Regions from separate parts of the Sus scrofa genome. Here region 2 is linked to region 1. A link is a contact called in public HiChIP or PLAC-seq data. All regions are on one chromosome and are shown on one strand. The core of a region is the stretch at or near the end of the contact, and the rest is flanking DNA. Distances in the headings are between cores, read along the strand shown. Region 1 holds the start of MYH4 (myosin, heavy chain 4, skeletal muscle). Region 2 holds the start of MYH1 (myosin, heavy chain 1, skeletal muscle, adult).

Region 1 (2,996 bases), core at 170-2,669:
TCCACAGTATTGTATCAAAAGAAATAAAAACTATAAAAGATTCAATCTCTGAAGGTATGAAAAAGAAATTCTATGTCAGTAGGATGCTTGCAAACAGTGATCATATTAGTCAGTAACTTAAGCTAGGAGATGACAGCCAAAAATATTACATCAGATCTAGGTGACACACTTAGCGTGGACAGATTTGCTGTTACATTCAGCAGCAGCTGTGTCTGTGGCAAAACCACCAAAACCCAATTTACAAGCATCGTGGGCATATGTGATAGCCCCCTTATGTTCTCAACCCACAAAGAGTCCTGTGGGTATCACATCTCTCCTCCCACCTTAAATAAAAATACGTATTACCCACCTCATTAGAGCTACTGCTAGTCATGAGGATTTGCCTGTGAACTAGGAATGCATATTGATGCCTCCTTCCATCATTATGCGGTAGAAACACACATAGAACATCACACGGACTCCTGCAGTCCCCCCAGTGAAAACATGTGAGCTCAAGACAGCCACGGCAAGCTCTCCAGAAAAGGAAAAGAAGTGTTTCTATCTATTCTAAATCCCTTATGGCTCCCCCACTGGTCTGTCACCATGGCTTAGCCCGAGAATCTGCCTAAACTTTCTCCTTCATGCTTAGTCTTTTAGACTTTAAAAAAATCTATCATCAGTATTTCTAAAATCCAGACCCAGGCTAGGAGTTTTCTGCTTTAATACCAATCATGTTGTCAGAGCTAAAACTCATCCCAGCTCCTCAATGGCCCTAAGCACTAACAAATCAATTAGTTCTCAACTCCTCGTGTCTGGCTCATTCTGTCGGACCAATTTTACAGGCAGGAGAGTAAGTGGGAACCTGGCTTTCAACTCAGTGATGAATGATGGAACAGCAAAGCTGGAGAAATAGCCTTAGAAGCCCTGAATCTCCATCCCTATCAAATGCCTCAAAAGAACCCTAGATGATCCTCTGTCAAATTATTTATAGGTGTCAAGAAATATTTCTAATTATATCCATTCACAGCCACAGTCAGTGAATATTGTGCAAAGAGATTGCCAAAAAAGGTTTGCCAAGTAGGTTCCCAGCTGGGACAGCTGAGGTGGCTGCTGTGTTTGCAAAATGGTCTCTATAAAAGTGGAGCTGAGATGCCTCTGTCCTGTCCTTCCTCAAAACACTTTAAGGTATGTATATGTAGAAGAACACTTGGCTAGCTTTGCATCCCTCACACAAACAATTATTCACTTAAGGGAGATGGCCACTGTTTCCCAAATTTTAATTTTTCTTTCTAACATTCCTAAGGATGACGTCATACACAATATAGTTTCTAGTACTATGTGATTAAAATGGAAAAAATAAAATAAAAGAATCCACATTCTCTTGTTTGTTTTTTCTTTCAACAGTAGTTGTCTGCCTTGAGCCTGCCACCGTCTTCATCTGGTAACATAAGAGGTAAGAGTAATTTATTATTACACTCTCAAGAACAGGGAGATGTCTATACTGCTAAGTCTTAAAGAACTCCCGTCTCATCTTCTAGTTTAGCACTGGGAATACGATACCAAAAGGAGTTCTCCTATAAAAATGGCATCTCATACAATTTTGACTTTTCAGACCTCTTAACCACACAAAATCTAGTGACTCTTCTCTTTCACATGTTGTGAGAACTTCAGAAAGACTGCAAGGATCACACGTAATATTTAATAAGAACTATTACTGCAACTTAACCAATGTGGATATATCAGAGAGACTGAGTGATAAAATCAACACTGTTGATCTGAAAGTCAAAATCTCCAGGTGTCAATCCAGGCTTTTCACCGACTGTGGTTGCCTGGGTCCAGCCAGTTGGCTTTTATGTATCTTGAAGTACAGTGTGTTGCAGTGGAATAGCACTGTACCTAGAGTGAGGAGAACAGGGCTCATTCCCCAGCACTACCACTTCCACCTCTGCAACACTCAATGACCCTTCTGGGCCTTAGTTTCCTCATCAGTCAAGTGAGGAGGCTGAATTCTATTTGACTACTAAGCTTCCTCCGGCTCTTATAATCTAGGATCTAAGTCAGTGGTGTTCAAGGGCTCTTCCATGGGATCAAAATATTTAAAAGACTTCACCCAACTCCACATGTTGGGACCTGTACTTTTACCGTTATGTCAGGAATATACATGATGATGAAAGCCTTCTATACATTTAATAGTTATTTTGGGAGTTCCCACTGTGCTGCAGTGGGTTAATAATTTGACTGCAGCAGCTCAGGTATCTGTGGAGGCACGTGTCTGATCCCCCACCCAGTGCAATGGCTTCAAGGATCTGGCTTTCCTGCAGCATAGATCACAGCTGCAACTTGGATTCAGTACCTGGCCTGGGAACTTCCATATACTATGGGTGCAGCCATAAAAATAAATAAATAAATAAATAAATAATAACAATTATTTTGAACACATTTATAGTTAATACAGTAGCTATATTCATCACAAGAAGAGAAAGCATGGTTTGGGAATGTTGTTTGAACTCAAAGCTATTATCACTGTCCAAATGGACTCAATGACGCTGAGGAACCTTGGGGGTTTGTGACCCACAAGTTAGGAGATGACTGATCTCAGACATGAGATGGGAAGAGCAGTGTCTTTTCTGTGCTTTGTGGATACACTGTACCGTAGTAATCGCTACAAGGTAGTATGCTCTTAATTCAAAATTGTCAGGTATAAAAACAAACACAGAAACAAAAAAATAGCATTTCTCCTTCCAAGAAAAACCTTAGCATTAAATGTTCCAATATTTGAAAATATGTCTAAATTTCAGGATTATTAAGAGATTGTAATAGATACAAACTAGGTTAATTACAGAGATACAGTATGTGGCAAACTCCCTATTATTCTAAATTGAGAGGAAGTTTAATCCTGATGACTCAAGACCAAAACTTCTTCTGAAAGCCTACAAAAGGTTGAGGCTGTTGGTGTCGCCGCTGTTGGCAACCAACACATGGCTTTCCACCTTCTTTTAACTCTGGTCACTCATCCA
Region 2 (3,039 bases), core at 63-2,562, 33 kb before region 1:
TAGACACTGGTTTTCATTCATTTATACATTTTGCAATACTTGAAATGTTTTCTGAGAATCTTTAGAAGTTTTTAGATACAATTTTTCCTATTTAGAGCATTGCAGATTTTTTAAATTGAATTATAACACGCAATACATTTCAGTGTTATTATTCATTTATAGAGAAAATGTAAATTTCCTAGACTACAGCTTTTACTCAAAACTATATATAATATAAAAAAATCTTAAGATACTGTCTAAATGGGTGAATGGAATGGATTGAGCTGAAACCTGCATGTTGCTCCATACTCTGTAAAATGGACTTTTTAAAAAATATGGTATGAAAACTGACTCAGCATTTTTAGAAAGACAAAGGATTTTAACTGTGCTACTAAATCACTGTAGTTTGAATAGACAAATATTGCAACTACACGAGTGCTTTGAGTTTCCTGGAAAAGACATCTTTATTATTATAAAACTGGTGACATATGATCACTATTGAAGGATTAATGAATGTTCAAGTGGCAAGGGCTGGATCTTGAAAAGAAAGTTTCAATTTTTATGAGTGTTGTTAATAAAGGAAGAAAACATAAATAACAACATTTTATAGAAGTCACTGAGAAATACTAAAGACAGGTGAAGAAGCTGAGTGTCAACATTATGATAGGAACAAGAGAAATTGATATATGACAGAATATTTTTAACGAAACAGTGCAAAACAAAGCTCCTCACGTTCCTGCTTTCCTTTATTAGGTAGTTGTTTTTAAATCCCAAATCTATAATGAAAAGGTCTTCACCATGTACTAAGTAGTTCCTATAATTTCAGCAACATATTTCTATTGATATTTTACTTTACAAAGCTGGCTTTGGTCCTTCCCCATAGCCCTGACATGTGTTCTAAGATGCATGAAGGATGCTGCAGAAGGAAAATACTCTGCCCAAGTGGTGCTTATAAATCAAATGGAAGATAAAAACTATGAGTAAAAGCGTTGGAGAAGCATCTTAGCATTGTTTCTGTATAAGATGATCAATCATAGAGGACTTCTAAAGATGAATACAAAAAATGAAACAGAGAAAGGAGCTATAATATGATACAGTATATGAGCCAGAAACAACAGACTCTTTTGAAACACAAGAATGAGTATCTGTCAGCACTGGCACAGAATACAGAGGGTGACATTTCACCTGCAGTCAAGCCAGGGAAGTGGTCATACCCAGCAAGATGCTAGCACTCAGCTGGTCAGGGAAGAAAGAAGGTCTTGCTTTTTTTTTTTTAACAAGAATCTAATGGTCCAGTTTCTGAATTTCTCATCTTTTCTTTCTCTGCCGGGCAGGGTCTTTGACTGGGCTGCCATCAATAACCCGCAGCCATGAGTTCCGACCAGGAAATGGCTATTTTTGGGGAGGCTGCTCCTTACCTCCGAAAGTCTGAAAAGGAGCGCATTGAGGCCCAGAATAAACCTTTTGATGCCAAAACGTCAGTCTTTGTGGCGGAGCCCAAGGAATCCTTTGTCAAAGGGACTGTCCAGAGCAGAGAAGGAGGGAAAGTGACAGTGAAGACGGAAGCAGGGGCGGTGAGTAGAGCCCCAGAAGCCGATCACATTCTACTGAGTGTTTCTGTCTGGCCACTCGACTGACATCAATGCTTATCTTTCCTGTCTCCCAGACTTTGACAGTGAAAGAAGACCAGGTGTTCCCCATGAACCCTCCCAAATTTGACAAGATCGAGGACATGGCCATGATGACCCACCTGCACGAGCCCGCTGTGCTGTACAACCTCAAAGAGCGTTACGCAGCCTGGATGATCTACGTGAGTTCATCCCCGTGGCCTTCCGCTCATGCGGGTCGTTCATGTTTGGAAAAACAGAACGTTACTGAGATCCCCAGCAAATAATTCTACGCCCTTTTGTTTCTTTATGGTACAGACCTACTCGGGCCTCTTCTGTGTCACCGTCAACCCCTACAAGTGGCTGCCGGTGTACAACGCCGAGGTGGTGACGGCCTACAGAGGCAAAAAGCGCCAGGAGGCCCCGCCCCACATCTTCTCCATCTCCGACAACGCCTATCAGTTCATGCTGACTGGTGAGTGGCCCAACCATGGTTCATACAAATTATTTTGCCACCTATAATCCCAAAATGTTAACGCTAAAACAATCCTCAGGAGTCATCAGATCCCACCACCAGGTTGCACAGAAGAGGTGACTTAAAGCACAGAGAGGAAGACACTGGTAATGGGGACAAAGACTCAGTTCTCTTGGTTCCAGATCCACAACCTGACTAGGCCACGCTACTCTTCCATCCCTCTTACGTTTGACTGATTATAGTCTCCTGGCTTGGAATACATGATTTATCTTAAATATTTAAGTAACAAAAGATTGAGTAACTGCTGAGTAGTATTGTCTAATAGAAATGAAAAATGTGTACTCAATCCTTTTTTTTAATCTAAGTTGCTTGCTGATTATGGATAGATACAGATACTTTTAGGATGTACTGTTATTTCATTAAAGTCATCAGAACCGATTTAAGAAATGATATTGTCTCCTTGAACGAAGATGATATTTGGGGCTACATTATATAAACAGCAGTACTTACTGTTCCCCTTTAAAAGGACTGCATTCTGATTGAGGTACCCTCTCTCGCCTGATCTTTCTTTGTCCCAATGGTATACTTTTGGGAGGCTGATGAGAGTTGGGGTTGGAGTGTGTGATCTGGAGATAGAGGACGCTGTGTCTGATGAATTGATCCATTTAGAAACTAAATCTCAATCTTGGCTTGATTAAGACTATTTAAACCTATGAAACAGAGTCCAAACCCTTAGCATATTATGCATCTTTCTGTTACATGCATTCAGCAGCAGACAGCAGGCCACTGAAGTCTGCGAATGACAACCAGGGATGTGGTTCTGGCAAGGACTGCTTTTTTCTTTAAACTAGAAGGACACACTTCTGGTGGAGCTTAAGGAGCTTAAAATATGACAGCATTTTAATGTTTCTCTTCCCCAACTTAAGGGACTTATGAATAACACTACATGTAACTTTACAATTATATATTGAAAAACTC

The links. HiChIP or PLAC-seq counts read pairs in DNA pulled down with a chosen protein or histone mark.
Region 2: an H3K27ac HiChIP or PLAC-seq map of skeletal muscle shows a contact between it and region 1. The contact joins the promoter of MYH1 here to the promoter of MYH4 in region 1. A contact is called at or near these places in 6 of 47 Hi-C or Micro-C datasets (embryonic fibroblasts, epiblast stem cells, fetal skeletal muscle and 3 more) and 1 of 2 datasets of contacts at active chromatin or transcription factors (skeletal muscle).

What each region holds. Positions count from the first base shown.
Region 1 is chr12:55,214,374-55,217,369 of Sscrofa11.1, reverse strand. MYH4 (myosin, heavy chain 4, skeletal muscle) reads left to right here and starts at 1,419. Exons shown (of 39, transcript NM_001123141.1): 1 at 1,419-1,432.
Region 2 is chr12:55,247,615-55,250,653 of Sscrofa11.1, reverse strand. MYH1 (myosin, heavy chain 1, skeletal muscle, adult) reads left to right here and starts at 1,312. Exons shown (of 38, transcript NM_001104951.1): 1 at 1,312-1,553; 2 at 1,646-1,789; 3 at 1,905-2,061. The coding sequence starts at 1,350.